Regions from separate parts of the Mus musculus genome. Here all the other regions are linked to region 1. The links are chromatin contacts, called in public ChIA-PET, Hi-C and HiChIP or PLAC-seq maps. All regions are on one chromosome and are shown on one strand. Each heading gives the region's core, a stretch centred on a gene start, on an enhancer-like site or on the middle of the called end of the contact. The rest is flanking DNA. Distances are from core to core; before and after follow the strand shown.

The links. HiChIP or PLAC-seq counts read pairs in DNA pulled down with a chosen protein or histone mark. A called contact is a pair of places that touch in the nucleus more often than the background predicts. ChIA-PET counts read pairs in DNA pulled down with a chosen protein or histone mark.
Region 2: a contact with region 1 is called in a CTCF HiChIP or PLAC-seq map of the NIH/3T3 cell line, with 8 read pairs. The contact joins the promoter of Socs1 here to the enhancer-like site in region 1. A contact is called at or near these places in 2 of 39 promoter capture datasets (the 3T3-L1 cell line and neural stem cells), 1 of 15 datasets of contacts at CTCF or cohesin (the NIH/3T3 cell line), 8 of 484 Hi-C or Micro-C datasets (the Ba/F3 cell line, the N1E-115 cell line, bone marrow-derived macrophages and 5 more), 3 of 115 datasets of contacts at active chromatin or transcription factors (large pre-B cells, memory CD8 T cells and pancreatic cancer cells) and 2 of 9 other capture datasets (adipose tissue and liver).
Region 3: a contact with region 1 is called in an RNA polymerase II ChIA-PET map of memory CD8 T cells, with 6 read pairs. The contact joins two enhancer-like sites. A contact is called at or near these places in 1 of 115 datasets of contacts at active chromatin or transcription factors (memory CD8 T cells) and 2 of 9 other capture datasets (adipose tissue and liver).
Region 4: a Hi-C map of bone marrow-derived macrophages shows a contact between it and region 1, with 42 read pairs. The contact joins two enhancer-like sites. A contact is called at or near these places in 1 of 39 promoter capture datasets (neural stem cells), 3 of 15 datasets of contacts at CTCF or cohesin (CD8 T cells, the NIH/3T3 cell line and hippocampal excitatory neurons), 39 of 484 Hi-C or Micro-C datasets (B cells, CD4 single positive thymocytes, DN3 thymocytes and 29 more), 26 of 115 datasets of contacts at active chromatin or transcription factors (CD4 single positive thymocytes, the HPC-7 cell line, the NIH/3T3 cell line and 20 more) and 1 of 9 other capture datasets (liver).

Annotation. Positions count from the first base shown.
Region 1 is chr16:11,010,444-11,014,656 of GRCm38.p6, reverse strand. Gm4262 (predicted gene 4262) reads right to left here. Exons shown (of 3, transcript NR_040518.1): 2 at 2,661-2,704; 3 at 1-1,251. Among named protein-coding and RNA genes, the nearest start is that of Gm4262, 3.7 kb to the right of the region's middle. Within about 2 kb of position 1,751, at least 148 of the 459 cell types and tissues checked have an H3K27ac peak or open chromatin away from gene starts, as enhancers often do. A contact at or near this core is called in the N1E-115 cell line, the NIH/3T3 cell line, adipose tissue and 7 more, where this site is marked.
Region 2 is chr16:10,783,203-10,787,415 of GRCm38.p6, reverse strand. Socs1 (suppressor of cytokine signaling 1) reads left to right here and starts at 1,880. Exons shown (of 2, transcript NM_009896.2): 1 at 1,880-1,985; 2 at 2,495-3,608. The coding sequence starts at 2,545. The coding sequence ends at 3,183.
Region 3 is chr16:10,804,126-10,808,338 of GRCm38.p6, reverse strand. No RefSeq gene overlaps it. Among named protein-coding and RNA genes, the nearest start is that of Prm1, 9.4 kb to the right of the region's middle. Within about 2 kb of position 2,013, at least 42 of the 459 cell types and tissues checked have an H3K27ac peak or open chromatin away from gene starts, as enhancers often do. A contact at or near this core is called in memory CD8 T cells, where this site is marked.
Region 4 is chr16:10,877,389-10,881,601 of GRCm38.p6, reverse strand. No RefSeq gene overlaps it. Among named protein-coding and RNA genes, the nearest start is that of Gm21859, 35 kb to the left of the region's middle. Within about 2 kb of position 1,926, at least 77 of the 459 cell types and tissues checked have an H3K27ac peak or open chromatin away from gene starts, as enhancers often do. A contact at or near this core is called in bone marrow, bone marrow-derived macrophages and centroblasts, where this site is marked.

The DNA of each region.
Region 1 (4,213 bases), core at 502-3,001:
CAGTGAGGAAGCCCAAAGTATTAGGAAGGCATGCCTAGAGAAGAGACAGAAAGAAGAGAGGTTACACTTCCCTGAGTAATTCAGAAAGCGTGGGCACTCACACAGGTGGATGTGGTCACATTGTAAGAAACTACCAGGAGGCCGGGGTTCTGGGGAGGCAAATCACCTTATCTCATTAAAGGGACATTAGTGCACCTATCTATTTTTTCAGACTTAATTACTTTATTTTTCTTGTATTAAAAACCCTTATGTGGTAGCCACAGCTGGAGCCTGGGTTCTCTGAAGGAAGACACTGGTGTGAGTTTTCATAAGATGTTTCAGTGAATTCCTGAAAAGAAGACTTGGTGAAGCTGGGCGGTAGTGGCACATCCCTTTAATCCCAGCATTTAGGAGGCAGAGGCAAGCAGATCTTTGTGAGCTTGAGGCCAGCCTGATCTACAAAGCAAGTATGCATGTATGTCTCTATCTATATCTAAATATATGTGCATGTCTATTTATATGTGAGCACGTATGCCTCTCTGTATATGGGTGTGTATATGTCTATATATGTGCATGTATATTTTTCTCTACATGTGTGCATGTGTATCGACATGTTTGCACATATCCCTATCATAAATGTGTACATGTATGCCTATCTATATGTGTGCACTTATGTCTCTACTTATACATGTGTGTTTGCTGGCTGGGAAAAGGGAAAAAAGAGGAAAGAGCTCTCAAGGAAAGGGGGTGGCAGGGTGATGGATTGTAGAGGGGACACTGTGTGGAAGAAGAAAGGGACTTGGTGGAGGGGTGGGCTCAGCGAGGGAGGGGAACAAATGAGAACAGGTGTGATGGCGCTCAGAAGTGAAGCACCTTTGCTCTGTATGTGTTGGGAGCCGCGCCCACATTCGCCGTTACAAGATGGCGCTGACAGCTGTGTTCTAAGTGGTAAACAAATAATCTGCGCATGTGCCAAGGGTATCTTATGACTACTTGTGCTCTGCCTTCCCCGTGACGTCAACTCGGCCGATGGGCTGCAGCCAATCAGGGAGTGACACGTCCGAGGCGAAGGAGAATGCTCCTTAAGAGGGACGGGGTTTCGTTTTTCTCTCTCTCTTGCTTCTTGCTCTCTTGCTTCTTGCTCTCTTGCTTCTTGCACTCCTGCTCCTGAAGATGTAAGCAATAAAGTTTTGCCGCAGAAGATTTTGGTCTGTGGTGTTCTTCCTGGCCGGTCGTGAGAACGCGTCTAATAACATGTATGCACCCTAAAACCTTAACCACAGGAAAAAATGATTACATACACACCAGCACCAGCAGCAGCAACAAACGGAACTGCACAACATGCCAAGAAATAGACTGCCCTGCATCCTGAGGACCTCCCTGAACCTGCTTGCTGCCACCTTAGATTCAGTGAGGGACAGAAGGTTTGGGCACTTGGATAAGGGTGTTATCAAGAAAAGTGTCCCCTTTCAGTCCTGCCATCTACAACCTGTACAACCTGACAGAGTGACCCTGCCTGCACTCACTGGTTTTGACACTGTTTTCTCTTTCAAATCTTCCTTCAATTGGGCAGCTAGAGGACATCCTCCCATGCCTTCTCTGTTCTGTGGAAAGCTGCAATGACCTGAGAGGGCAGTGACAGAGTTAACTTCTCTGGGATGACCATCCACAGAGGGCTTTTAGTTTTCTGTAACATCTGTAGGTGGGCGTTCCCTGCCTGCTACCCGGAACTAGGCACTCACCTGATGCTGGAGGGGCCGGGTTGCAAGTTTCCTGCCTGCCCACTCATCTACCACTTCCTATTCCAATCCTCAGATGTGCCCAGCCCCAGCCTAGGCATAATTTTAGAAACTTAATAGATGTTGGCTGCATTCTTGGCCCTGAGCCTGTGGGGGTGGGGCCTGACTGGAGACAGACATTTCTTTCTTTGGCCTTGTTGATTGAGATCCTCTGCTTTCCCCGGGGACCAGCTTCTGAAGGGCCATTGTATGACCACAGCTTCTTGCACACTCGCCTCTTTGTGGGTTCCTACCACACAGCCCCGCCAGCCTGGATTACCATGCAGGATTAGTGGCAGTCATTAGTGGTATTCCCTAAGATCCTCAAAGCCAACAGTAGCAGTGGAAATAGACTTGGAGGACCACTTGCCATCTTTCGTTCATTCATTCGTTCATTCATTCATTCGTTCATTCATTCATTTATTCATCTATTTATCTAATCAGATAGGTAGTTTTTAGAGACAAGATTTTGCTGGGTAGCCCTGGCTGATCTCACTCTAGCCCATCCCTCAAACTCACAGCCACCTTCTGAATCGGTCTTCTGAGTGCTAGGGTTACAGGTATGCCTCACAATGCCTGTTGTCTTAATACCAGAAATGGCAGGCCACATTCAGGTCTGGAGCATGAATCAGGGCCTGGCGCTCAGACACAGGAAAGGCTTTAGTGTCCTTTCTAGGACAAGGTGGTTAGGGTTCTGACTTCGGGGTTGCCTCCTTCCTGAAACCAGCCTTGGCGGAATTCAGGCAAAGAAAGGGGAAGCAGAGAGGACACACGCAGAAGCTGGACCCCCAGCTCCACAGACATCTCAGGCTGGCTCTGGCAGGACACTCCTCACCCCAACCCTATCTTCTAGACCAAAGAACCACTTCATGCCCATCTACAGACAGAGAAGTCAAGGCTCACCTGTGGTCAGCCAGTGCCCTGGGATCATCTTCCACCTCCTTATCCTATTAGCAAAGAGAAAACACTATAGCTTTATTGAGCTACAATTCACCCATTTAAAATGACAGCAAGCACTTGAGTATCCTCCCTGACATGGTCTGTTACCAATCTTTCTTTAATCTGTACTATTGCTTAGTTCCAAATAAAATTGTCTTGCTGTTTTGCAAAGATGAATAGATAGCCAATTGCTTTTCAGGGTGGCACAGCTAGCTCCCCAGTCCATCTCCAGGATGCTCTATCTCACAAAGGATACCGGGTCCTTTTAGTTGCTCCCTTCTGGTGCCTGGGGTTTCTGTGAGTGGCAGGACAGGGAGAGTTCTGGGTCGAGAAACCTGGAGGGGCCACCGTGTAGTGACATTGGCTGTGGCTTCAGCTGGAGGCTCCCTGCTCAGGGCCAGCAGTGCTGTGTCAGTCCCCTGTCTTCAGCTGGCCCAGGCTTTTGCTTCTGGAGGTTCCTAGGCGTCACTCAGAAACATCTTGGGTCACCATGACAGCATGTGGCAACTATCAGCTAAAGGCCAGGGACAAACACTCCCTAACCACTGGCTACCTGACAGTAAAAAGGGGCCTGACCCAGACTTGTGAACTGTGCCCAGGTTGGGAGCTTGTAATGTGTCCGTGACCTGTGGACTTACCCTCTTGCCACTTCCTGACAGGGACTTGATGTAATTTACTGACAAAATCAATGGGAAAGGAAGAAACTGTGGTTAAAACTAATAAAGGCAAAGAATTTCAAACCAGCACAGCTGATACCCAGGTTAATGTACACTGGGTTGTGTGGTAGGTTTAGAGCTTTCTAGCAGCCAGAGCAAAAAGAACAGCAGAATCAATTTTGAGATTTTTTTTTCACCAGTTTAATGTTGGAAACAGAGCCCTCAAAGGCCTAAAGGGCTAGAGTTGTTCTCCTGTGGGTCAGAATAACAGGCTGGAGCTGACAGCACTGTCCTCAAGAGCAGCCATGTAGGGGCCAAAGGAGGGTACACATGCAATGGATCAAGGCCTGAGGTGGATGCAGAGACATCAAACGGGGGGGGGGGGTTCAGAAGCCCCTTGGGTACAGTGAATGAGGACCGCTTGTCAGTCGGATCAACTTTAGTTACGGTGACTGAAGATTTATAAAGACTTTATAAAGGGGGACTGAGGGCAGGAACATCTAGTATGGACTGGGAGCTCAGGGGACCTGGACTGCCTCATTAGCATGGGGAAGCATTTCAGGAATCTCAGGTGCTGGCTGAGCAGGTGTTGTCAGGAGAAAAGAAATTGATCCTATAAACTAACTGAGCTGCCATGACATTCCTCAGGTAGAGGGGAGTGTGGGGCTTAGAATCCCCTGGACAAGGTCAGTGAAGGAGAAACCCTGCTAACCAAGTGTCTTCTTTCTGAGCCCCAGAAGGCTACCCAGTCAAGGGTAGACTTGACTTCATTAGCACTTTTCCCAAGAAGTGGCCAGTTAGGCTAAGTAGGTTGTCTGTGGGCCACCTGCCCTACTGTGGACCACCTGCCCTACTGTGGGC
Region 2 (4,213 bases), core at 631-3,130, 230 kb after region 1:
CGTTTTGCATCCAAGCCTGCAGGACCCTACAATGGCAGCCACTGTACAGTGGGTACTGGGCTCTCTGGACCCCTGGGGGTGGGTCAGGAAGCAGCTATACAGCTCAGCATGTTTCTTTTTCACAACTTTTAGAAACTGAAACCAAGTTGTCCAAAGACAGCTTGACTTGCCCTGTACTTTAGATGGAAGGAAGGCAATCAGATCCCTGGCATATATACTAAAGACTGCATCACTGGAATGTGATGGATGGGAGAGGGCTAGCCAGGGGCAGGGCGAGAGGACACACCCTCTGACTGAGGAGGAGGGGAGATTTCCTGAGAGCAGGCAGAGGTGGAGGCCTGGAGTCCTCTATTTATAGGGTTCTTCTGAAAAGGTCTGCCAAGAGCTTGGCAGGGAGGCAGGCCTGCAGGAGCCAGCCCAGCCTTGTCACCCACCTCAGCACCAATAAGCCTGCCAAGTCCCAAGGGGATACTGTACCCCAAGAGGTTTTCCTCACTTTGCCTGGGCTGGAAGCACAGTTTGGGGATGGAGTTCACCAACCCCAGTACTACTAAAATAGGCTGGTACAAGGCCCTGTGTTTAGTCCCCAGCACTGCAAACAAGCATCCGTGATGCTTGCCAGACCAGAAAGACCTGAAGGCCAGTCTAGGCTGAGACGCGCTAGAGGGAGGCAGTGCTACAAACCCAGCCTTTATCGCCCACCAAGGGTTAGACTGACCATGGCTGCACCACAACCACAGCCACACAAATTCAAGCACCACAAGATAAGTTTGGTTGTGCTTAGGATGAAATATGGCGCTCTGTGCTCTGTCTGGGGAGACCAGGACTTGGCCTCAGAGCTTCAGAGGAGCCGCCTGACAGCTAACAGAGAAACCTGTAGAGGGCAGTGTGCGTCACTGTGAGCACAGGGAAGCCTGCACGCGAACCTCATCCGCCTTCATTCATAAACATCGTCAGCCAGGCACCCACTCCTGGCCTTTCAGGACAAACTGAATCACGAAACCACACAGTGTCCTAATGATAGGTCTGACTGCCTGGATCCTAAGCCAAGGTGTGCTCGGGGCCCCTTGTACAGGCAGATGCTTGCTGGAGTCTTGACCAAAAGTTTGGGGATTACAGCTTTTTTTGGAATCACAGCCCCGCCCGGGGCCTCAGTTTCTCCGGCTGCCCACGTAGTAAGAGTGCAGAGAGTGAGTCCAGGCCCCTGGGAACCCAGCCCAACCCCGCCCGGTTTCCGAGGAACTAGGCCGGGAGCGGGGGCGCCCCTCCCGCACCGCCTTAGGCTTCCTTTGAAGCCTCTGCGGTCAGGCCACCGCTTCCTGGGAAGCCCAAGCCAAGGCCAGGCCGAATGGCCAACGGGAGGGGCCCGCACGCGGCTCTGGAGGAGGGCGGCGGCCCCACAGGTCTCTAGGACTAGCTAGCCGGGTTCCAAGAAGGGTCGAGATTGCCAAGGCCTTCGGGTCCTGGGCAGGAAGGACCCTGGCAGGGAGGAGCTGCTTGGGGAGCACAGGGTCCAGGCGAGGCGGAGCCCTAACCAGAAGAATGCAGACACCCGGAGGGGAGGAGGCGTGTCAGCCCCGCGCTAGCATCCCACACGGCGGGCTGCGATTTGGGGCGAAGGTAGAGCAAAAGAGCGGGCACCAAGTCCTAAGCACCCCAGGCACGGAACACAAGATTCCGGTTGGAGCCGGAACCCCAGAGGTCCCAATGTGGGAAGGTGCGAGGCGAAACCAAGTTAGAGGAACCGTCTCCAGGGAGAGCCTCAGGAGTCTAGAGAGAACCCGAAAGACTTGCCGGAAAGAGAAACCGAAAGCGGGGGTGGGCTGGACCTGTGGGCGGGGCCTGCCTGGTTTAAGAGCCTGATGCAGGGGCGGGCAGCAGCAGAGAGAACTGCGGCCGTGGCAGCGGCACGGCTCCCAGCCCCGGAGCATGCGCGACAGCCGCCCCGGAGCCCCCAGCCGCGGCTCCCCGCGTCCTGCCGCCAGGTGAGCCAAGGCAGCTGCGAGGGAGCAGGCGGGAGGGGATGGGAGGTGATGGGAGCAGAGCCCGGCAGGACTAACCTCGCAGACTGTATGGCAGGGTCGAGGATGCCACGCCTCTGGCGCCCCCCCACCCCCGCCCCGGCTCCCCCAGGAGGCCCCTCGCTCGAGCGGGGCGCCGTCAGCCCCTCCTCTCCGGCCCTGAGCCCTGATCCTCCGCCCGGGTTCCAGTCCCCGGCGTGGCCAGTAGGCGGCAGCCGCGAGGCGACTAGCCACCAGCGGGGACGGCCGGGAGTCGGGCCCCTCTCCACGCCCCCTTCTCCACGCGCGCGGGGAGGCAGGGCTCCACCGCCAGTCTGGAAGGGTTCCGCATACAGGAACGGCCTACTTCGCAGATGAGCCCACCGAGGCTCAAGCTCCGGGCGGATTCTGCGTGCCGCTCTCGCTCCTTGGGGTCTGTTGGCCGGCCTGTGCCACCCGGACGCCCGGCTCACTGCCTCTGTCTCCCCCATCAGCGCAGCCCCGGACGCTATGGCCCACCCCTCCAGCTGGCCCCTCGAGTAGGATGGTAGCACGCAACCAGGTGGCAGCCGACAATGCGATCTCCCCGGCAGCAGAGCCCCGACGGCGGTCAGAGCCCTCCTCGTCCTCGTCTTCGTCCTCGCCAGCGGCCCCCGTGCGTCCCCGGCCCTGCCCGGCGGTCCCAGCCCCAGCCCCTGGCGACACTCACTTCCGCACCTTCCGCTCCCACTCCGATTACCGGCGCATCACGCGGACCAGCGCGCTCCTGGACGCCTGCGGCTTCTATTGGGGACCCCTGAGCGTGCACGGGGCGCACGAGCGGCTGCGTGCCGAGCCCGTGGGCACCTTCTTGGTGCGCGACAGTCGCCAACGGAACTGCTTCTTCGCGCTCAGCGTGAAGATGGCTTCGGGCCCCACGAGCATCCGCGTGCACTTCCAGGCCGGCCGCTTCCACTTGGACGGCAGCCGCGAGACCTTCGACTGCCTTTTCGAGCTGCTGGAGCACTACGTGGCGGCGCCGCGCCGCATGTTGGGGGCCCCGCTGCGCCAGCGCCGCGTGCGGCCGCTGCAGGAGCTGTGTCGCCAGCGCATCGTGGCCGCCGTGGGTCGCGAGAACCTGGCGCGCATCCCTCTTAACCCGGTACTCCGTGACTACCTGAGTTCCTTCCCCTTCCAGATCTGACCGGCTGCCGCTGTGCCGCAGCATTAAGTGGGGGCGCCTTATTATTTCTTATTATTAATTATTATTATTTTTCTGGAACCACGTGGGAGCCCTCCCCGCCTGGGTCGGAGGGAGTGGTTGTGGAGGGTGAGATGCCTCCCACTTCTGGCTGGAGACCTCATCCCACCTCTCAGGGGTGGGGGTGCTCCCCTCCTGGTGCTCCCTCCGGGTCCCCCCTGGTTGTAGCAGCTTGTGTCTGGGGCCAGGACCTGAATTCCACTCCTACCTCTCCATGTTTACATATTCCCAGTATCTTTGCACAAACCAGGGGTCGGGGAGGGTCTCTGGCTTCATTTTTCTGCTGTGCAGAATATCCTATTTTATATTTTTACAGCCAGTTTAGGTAATAAACTTTATTATGAAAGTTTTTTTTTAAAAGAAACAAAGATTCCTAGAGCGTATGCTTTGGCCAAACGTCCTGGGTTGGGAGTGGGGTATACAGACTGACTTTTCTTGAAGTCTTCGGGATGCTGGGGGGAGGGGGGAGGGTCGGACATCATATACATCTCCACCCACAGTGATGGGGACCAAACTTCCAGGCTAGTTGTGGTTTATGACTGGGAAGATGGCCGCTCCTGAGTATCCGTGCCTGGTCTCTGGTATTTCTGTGATGGGATCCTACAGGGACAGCCCCTGACACTGAGTACTGTGTTGCCCCCAGTATACAGAGGAGAAAACTGAGAGACGGGTAATTGACGACAGACCATTCCTGGACTGGAGAGGTGGGCCTTTTAACTGTCCATCCTGCATCAATTTGAAATGGATGACAGAGAGGAAACTTCTTTGCTTCTCTGACCACAACTACTTCCAGGAAGAGGGTGGGGCAGAGAGGCCAGGGCTCCCCGAGTTTTTGGAAGGAGTGGTGGTTCTGCAAGCCATCAAGCATTTCAGAGGGATGATGGGCCATGCTGGCTTGACTTTTCCCTCCTCTCCCCACTCTGCCTTGTGTACTTTTTTGGAGCCAGAAAGCTGCTTTGTGGTCTGTGGTGGC
Region 3 (4,213 bases), core at 764-3,263, 210 kb after region 1:
CTCCTTACCTTGGAAGAGAGTGGAAGACGCACGCTTCAGAGACATTGTGACCAAAGTGACTGAGAATGGAAGGTTTGTCTTTAGAGGGCCTCTGTTTGCTGGCGATCATTAGTTTCTAGAACTTTCCTTCTAAGAGGAGGCTTATGACCTAGCAAAACCCAGTAATGTCTGACCTTCCAGTGGGCTTGGTAGGCACAGTGCCCAAGACTGCGACCCTGCTGGGGACAAGTTATTTTCAGTTATGGAGGAAAAGGTGCAGAGTAGTCATGCGCATCCTGGACATGCCGCCACAGAGGCAGAGAAGCTGAGAACTGAGTAGGCTTGGCCCATCTGAGAAAAATGTTTTGAAACGCACCTGACAGGTACTTGCTCTTTGCCTCCGTGACCAGCAAGCCACCATCTGCTAACTGGAAAGGTATTACGTTCTCCCATGCACCTGTGTAAGGCAAGCAACAATACCATGGCCTCTCTACTGATGAGGAGACTGAGGCAGGGAGCTCCCGACACACCCCCAGCACGGAGTAACTATCTATGGAATGTGAATTAGTCTGTATGGTATGTGTACACACGGGTGTGTAGGCCAGACATTTGAGGTCTTCCCTAGTCACGCCTCACCTTAGTTTTTGAAACAGGGTTCTCTGAACCTGGAGCTCACAGATTAGGCCAGCAAACCCCATCCCCCTTCTCTCTACTTTCCCCATACTGGTACCACTACTCCTGGCTTTTTATGTAGGTTCTGGGATTAAACGTGGGTCCTCATACTAGGACTAAGTTTTATTGCCACAGCCCCATAGTGTGAATTAGATGAATCAGAGAGAGGCCAAGACCTGTACCCAGCAGACACTACAGAGCCTGGACAGGAAGGAAGCACCCTGTACAGTCACAGTCCTCTACCTCCTGTTCATATATGCTGGCCCACTTTGTTGCTTTTGGTCCTTACATGAAGCTAGCAAAGTTCCTGCTGCTGATCCTGGTGGATGTGGAGATGGAGGCTCAGACAAGCTTGGCTGTCTGCTTCTACCTGATAGCTTCCTTTCCTTTCTCTGTGAGCTCTGGCCCAGCTTGGGGTCTGCAGCTGAGGACTTAGTCGGTCCTTGCCTTGGAGAGACTTGTGTTCATCACGAGGCTCATTCACATCTCTAGGTCCTGGTAACTGTAGCCCATCTTCTCAAAGTCCAATGCAGGTATCTCTGCCAGCCTCAACTGGTTCAGCTAACATCAGCATCTCCAGGGCTTGGAGCTGAGGCTGTCAGTCAGACACCTTTTTGAACCAGAAAGGACTAGGTTTGGAGTCCCCTCTTTGGACTGGAGATGGTGACACCAACCCTAAACATTTTTTCTGAAAGGTAGAGGTGAGGAAGACAAGCCTGCACTGCTTCTCTTCACAGTGAATGCCCGTGTCTGGGCCTGGAGACCTGTGCTCACACGTGCTCCAGAAAGGTCTCCTCACAAGTGCTTGGAAAGTGCCAGCTCTAAATGGGTCCCAGAGAGATTTCAGCTCTCATCGAAACACTGTTTTAACTGCAAGCTAGTACCCACACACATTGTGACCTGCAGGACAAAGGCTGTTTTGTGTTTGTTTCCCTTCCTGTAACCCAACCTGAATAGCAATAAATAGGAGACGCAGAGTACATTCACCCCAGCTTTCTTCTCTTTTCAGATGAGACTGTCGGGCAGGGCTTGGCTTGCTTTCTTCTACTTTAATTCAGAAACAATCGTTTCATTTGTATTTCTGTATTCTTGTTCTGAAATTCTGTATACCAGTACCACGACATGGGCACTCTACTGCTAGACTTCAAGACAAGGGCTTTACTGCCCCTTTGCAGATGGAGAAACTGAGGCCCTGGCTCAGACCGAGTCCCCACTGTAGGTTGTTGCTTTGGGCAGGGGGCGGGGAGGGGTTGTGGATACTGCCTGGTGGTTCCCCCAGCTCTGCCACTGTCCTGGCTTCCCCCAGGCGCTGCAGCTGTCCTAGGGTGCAGAACACTGTGCACACGTGCTGATAGCTTACCGTGAACTGCTGCCTTCTTCACTTAGAGCAGCCAGCTGTGGCAACCAACCACAGAGCAAGTGCAAATGAGCCACAGTTGGCCACTTAAGTTTCTCTTTCCTGTCAGATGGGTGACTTATGGGACCTGTAGGTGTGCAGGGCCACAGAAGGGACCTGGCTGGCTTGTCCTTGAGAAACACACACAAGAATACCTATGAGCTATTTGACTATTTCACCAGTCACAGAAAGATCCCTGGTAATGAGTTCCAGAAGGTTCCTTCATGGCCATTCTAAATCTCCCCAGCACACTATTTAGCCAAAGACTCTGCCTTCTTAAAATGTTACCTTTTCCTGGTTTGCTTGTTTTTGTTTTGTTTTTGGAACAGTCTCATTATGTTGCCAAGGCTAGCCTGAAACGATCAAACTTCGTGTTCCCAATTGCACTGAACTTCCTTTGTCTTAACTTTATCGCACTAATATTTTTTGTGTGCTTATGTGCATGAGCATCCGTGAACGGCAGTGAGAGTGAGAAGATCAGAGAACAACTTGTGAGAGTCAGTCTTCTTCCATTCGTGGGTCCTGGAGATTACACTCAGTCATCGAGCTTGGTGGTACGAGCCATCTCTCCAGGTGCACGACCATCTGTCTGAGCATGTATGCGTCTACATGCATGTGTGTGGATACATGATATGTGTGAACATGTGAAGGGCTGAGGTTGTTCAGTAACACTCCACTTTTTTGATGCATGGTCTCTCCTTTAATTCAGTTTGGCAATCCCATCTAGTCTAACTTGCCAGATTGCCCCAGATATCCCCATCACTGCCTCCTGAGTGCCCACACCTGCCTAGTTTACCTGGGTTCTGAAGGTCCAGGTTCTGGTCCTCATACTTACAAAGCAAGCACCTTATTCACTGAGCCATTCCCCTGGCCCTTTGCTTTGTTAGGATCTCATTGTATAGCCTAGGCTGCCCTTGAATTTGTGACAATTCTCCTGCCTCAGTCTTTTTTTTGTTTGTTTGTTTGTTTTGTTTTTGTTTTTTTTTTTCAAGACAGGGTTTCTCTGTGTAGCCCTGGCTGTCCTGGAACTCACTCTGTAGACCAGGCTGGCCTCAAACTCAGAAATTCGCCTGCCTCTACCTCCCGAGTGCTGGGATTAAAGGCATGCACCACCACCGCCCAGCCCTGCCTCAGTCTTCAGTGTTGGGATTATAGGCAATAGCAACTATGCCTGATTTTTTTTTTTGTTGTTTTTTGTTTTTGTTTTGTTTTTGGGGACAGGGTCTCACTTGTAGCCCCAGCTGGCCTTGAACTTGAACTCACAAAGACCTTCCTGTCTCTGCCTTCTGAGTTCTGGGACTGAAAGTATATGTGCCACCCACACTTCTGGCTTGATCTTTTCTTGCTCTCAAACTGTGTGTCCTCAAACACCCCCAGAAAGAGCAAATGTTTCTACCATAAAGAAATAAGGGCTGGGGAGATGGCTCAGTCAGTACAGCACTTACCTTGCGAGCATGAGGCCCCATGTGTGACCTAGGCACACAGGGGTGGTGACATGTACTTGCAATGGAGGCAGAAGCAGGAAGAGCCCTGGGACCCACTGGCTAGTCAGCCTAGCCTACACTGAGAGTTCTAGGATAGCAAGAGATTCCCCCCATAGCAAGGGAGATGGTGCCCAAGGAACAATACTCAATGTCCGTATCTGACTTTGCAGGGACTTATGAATGCAAACACACACACACAGACACACACACACACACACACACACACACACACATCCGTCCTGTGTGTGTGTGAGGGAAGTAGATAGTCTTACTGTGACTTATGCATTATAGTGTGAACATGTGCGGGAACATCGCATACTCTTTCTTAATATGTACTGGCTTTAGGTGCTAAAAGGCAAATTTAAAAGTCTGGTGTAAGCCGGGCGGGGTGGCGCACGCCTTTAATCCCAGCACTTGGGAGGCAGAGGCAGACGGATTTCTGAGTTCGAGGCCAGCCTGGTCTACAGAGTGAGTTCTAGGACAGCCAGAGCTACACAGAGACACCCTGTCTCGAAAAACCAAAAAAAAAAAAAAAAAGTCTGGTGTAATGCTTGTAATCCCAGCAATGGGGAAGTGGAGGCAGGAAAATCAGGAGTTCAAGGTCATCTTCAGCTACTTAGCCACACAGCCAATTCAAAGCCCTCTTCCTCCCACTGGATGGTTGGGTGCTGTGCACAGGCTG
Region 4 (4,213 bases), core at 677-3,176, 130 kb after region 1:
TGTTCACCTCCTTGTCTGTCCCTAGTCCCCAAAGAAGGAGCTCCTACAGGGGATGCCAGCCAGCCCTTGGCACAGGGACCAATACAGAGTAGTTGCTTGGTAAAGCCAGTGAGTGATGAGGCGTGCCAACTGGCCAGTACTTCCCCACTTCCTGTTCCCACCCTCCCTACCTCTGCCCCTCCTCCCCATCCTCCCCTTCCCTTGCCCACTGTCCCTCTGCCTGTTCTTAGGCCTGGCCCATGGCCTCATGAATGCTAGCCAAGCTCTCTACTACTGAGCCATACACCCCTACCCCAATCCCTGGCCACTGCATTTCCCAACCAGCTGTCAGGCTTGGTTCCAATGTCCTCCTTCTTGTGTCCTGGCCTGCCTTTGTTTACAGAGTGCCTGCTGTCTACAGCCCTTTCCCTGGTGGGAGCACCGTAGTCAAAGACCACTTTAGTTTGTTCTCAAGTGTCTCTTAGATGGTCTCAGCACACAGGAAAGGTCTCTGTTGGGCCAAGGATGAGGCTCAGCAGGTGGGATGCCTAATGTGGATAAGGCCTTGGGCTCCAGCCCCAGCCCCCCATAAGCTATGCATATCTATAACCCTACACTAGGAGGTAGAAACAAGAGGATCAGAAGGCCAACACCAGCCTTAGCTACATAGCTCATTTCAGGCCAGCCTGGGCTACATGAGACCCTGTCTCAATCAACAGCAAGGAAGTGGTGATCGGCCAAGGCAGACCACACATTTCCATGTAACTGAGCTAACAAGGCTCTGTCCCTGCTCCTAAAGACCTCGAGCGTTTTGTAAAACAAGGATTTTTATATAACACTGTGTAATCCCAAAAGCTGGGATGTTTAGTTTCTTAGATACATGGTCTTCTGTAGCCCAGGTTAGAACTTCCTTTTTTGAGTGCTCAGAATACAGGGGTGCACTCTTCATCCCTTATGTCACAGCTCATTTAGCTCTATTGTATTTAGTATTCTTATTTTTTAAAAATAATGAAACTGGGCAAAGACTCCGAGTTGTTTGTGTGCTGGCTAGTAGGCTGGGGAGTCATGATTAAGTCCACAGATCTAACCTCAGAGCCTGTATTCTACAATCATACCTGCTTAGTGCTTTGCCCACTGCCTGGATCTTTCCCTTTCGTCTTTTCTCACTAACTTTCTTTAAAAGTCCTCATGTGTGCTCCCCTGGCATGTCAAGGCAGTCAGTCTGCAGAGCATCATTGTTTGCATTTTTTGATTGTTTGTACTGGATGAGAATTAGCTTAAACATGCTGACAGGGCCTCTGAGCTTGTTGGAAGCAGCATTTTAAAATCATTTAGTTCTTACTTTATTATTTTGTGTGTTTGGGTGTTTTGCCTACAGTGTATATCTGGGTACCATGTGAATGCCTGGTGTCTTCAGAGGCCAGAGAGAACATTGTCTTTCCAGGGACTCAAAAAACTGACAGATTTGAGCCGCTAAGTGGGTGCTGGGACTCAAACCCACGTCCTCCAGATGGGCAGCCAGTGCTCTTAACTGAGTGTCCTCTCCAGTCCTCTTGTTTAGTTTTTACTCGTGATAATAAACTTAATTTTATAATCCAGGTAGACTCAGTGGGGTGGAATAAGGAAACTGTGGACCCCAAAGTATGAGCACCAATTCTTGTTCCTTTCCCTAAGTCTTTATGGTTCTTCTATGGGAGTCTGGAATCTATACTGACAGTCACTCTGCCAGCCCATAAGATGGCACATCACTTCAGTACAGTTTTCAAACCAGTCAATTAATAAAGCAAGCATCCTTATCTGTAAGATCAAATGCCCTAGGCTCAGGAGATCAAAGATCTAGCTGTCAATAACTCAACCCATGGCTAGGAGAGCTGTCCTGGAGCCTGATCTATCACCCCAGCATTGTCCTGTGTAGCACTGCCCTCTGTGGTCATAAGTGGTATCACAACTAGATCCTTGCCTTGAGCCATGAGGTATGTTGCCAGTCTCTGGCCACAGGGCAGGTAGTACCAGGCTGGCCCTAGGTAACACCAGGCTGACCCTATCTGACTCAAGACCCTCATTTCAACAGTTTCTTCACCCCAGGGTCTGTGTGCCCTTTGGGTCTGGGGCTCTGGGAGGCAGAGCCTGGAGCCAGCTGCTACTTGGCTGACGAAGGCATCGCCCCTACACCAGCTCCGGTGCTCCAAGGATGAGACCAAAATCAGCTTTGCCCTAGAGGTGGGGGAGCACTGTTTCCATGTGAGCACCAGCCTGCTAGCTGCTAAGGACAGCCTTGCCAATGTCATCCAGATGCAACAGATCTCACCCCCCAGGTGTGTATGTCTTTCTAGGAAGAAGAGAACTTCATTTGAGGCTTTGCTTCTGGGGTAGGCTCAGAAGGGGGAAAAATGGCTGGAAGAGACACTCAGCTGTATGTCTCACCTCCATAATCGACTAATCATCTCCTAGACCCTAGGTACCGCTCCAGAAGCTGGGATATAGCATAAAACAGAATGGGTGAGCCCTGACTGCCACTGAACATATAATCCAGTGGAGGCAGATGACAAAAAAACCCATATAAGTTCTATATATGAATGATTAGGAGGTCAGGTAGTATCACCGAGGAGGTGACATTTGACCTTATCCTATATGACAAGCAGTCTGGGAAAAGAGCACTCCATGCTAAAAGCCTGGGGTGGAATGAGTCTGAGAACTACAGAAGGCCCTGAACTGGGACAGACAGGCTCTGCAGGAATGGCACGGGGAAGAACACTTTTCGTGTGCCGGGATTGTCAGCCCACACAGACGGCACTATGCTACAAGCACCTTCCTCCCAGGAAATGTCAGGTTTCCATAGCTGCAGTGCTGTAATAGGCCTGCAGGTGATAGCAAGGGGGAATGGCAGCTAGGCAGGAAGGAAAGGTCCCTTACCCAGGGAGGAGCTGGTGGGGATGGCTTTAGACATGCATAGGAAACCTGCGGAGTCATAGCACTAGGGAGTAACTGTGGTGAGTTATAGGATAGCCTGGGCTACACAGGGGGACAGAAAAGGAGGGATGGATACAATGGGAGCTGGCATTCTTACCTCATAGGAAACAGTTCAGAGGCGCACTGCATGTCTGCAGAGCTCATGGGCTCTCTACCCTCTGCTGCTCACAATCTGCCCCACTCCCTGCTCATGCTTAGCATTGTGGTTCTGAAGATGCAGGAAACACTGATCCACACACAGTTCCTTTTTCTTTCTGGGTGTGTCTCTCCTTCCCCACCCCAAGCAGTGCGTGGCTGGGTTCCACACCAGCCACCCCATTCTCTTCCAGCTCAGCACACTTCCCACGGAGCTGGCCCTGAGGACTGTGATCCAGAAAGCACAAAGCACCCACATCCTGTACCAGGTGGTACTGTGGCATGGCAGGGAGGTGGCCCTCAATGGGAGCCTCTCTGAGTCGCTCTCAGAGCCCTTGAGGACCATCCGTCTTCAGGGTGAGTAGCTGACGGGCAAGAGTGGGGTTGGGGTGCTCTGCCGGCTGTGAGTGAGTATCTGCTAGTCCTTGTGTCCAGGGAATCCTCAGGACATAAGATGGTCCAAGACTCAGCCATCAGAGGAGACAGGCAGAGATAAGCAAAATCACAGAGAGGATGGGGCTGCAACCCAGTTGATAGAATTGTTTACCTAGAATGTTCGATCCTCAGCACCTTAAAAAAAGTAGTGAGGGTTTGAGGAAAGATGTCCGCAATCCCAGCCCCTATGAAGTAGAGGCCAGAAGGTCAGGTCAAGGTCATCCTCAGCTACATGAAACCCTGTCTCAAGTAAACTGAAATTAACAACAAAAGGAAACTGGGGCTCATGAGTTGGTTCTGTGGAGGAAGGTTGCCTTTAAGTGGTATCATAACCGAACAAACGTGTGGCTTCCAAGTTTTATAAAATAGGTGAGGTGGCCACCCACCTGAGTAGCTTTTGTTATCAGTTGAGTCCCCCAAACCAGTCTCCTGCTATGACCTAAACCCACAGCCATAATCTTACATGAAGTCACTGCCACCTGTAAGCCGCCTGCGGCCACACTAACTGGGTTCCTGAGTGGGAGGCAGGAGCTGTATGGGAGAGAACGACGAGAGAAATAATGGAGGCCAAGATGCGTTTCTGTTCAAGGCCCCCAAGTTTACTAAGAGTCTGTGCTTATAAAGGGGGAGGCCCATCCCCCGCCAATCCATTCTTGGTGCCTGTTGCCAGCCTGTAGGTGATCTGCTGGATGCT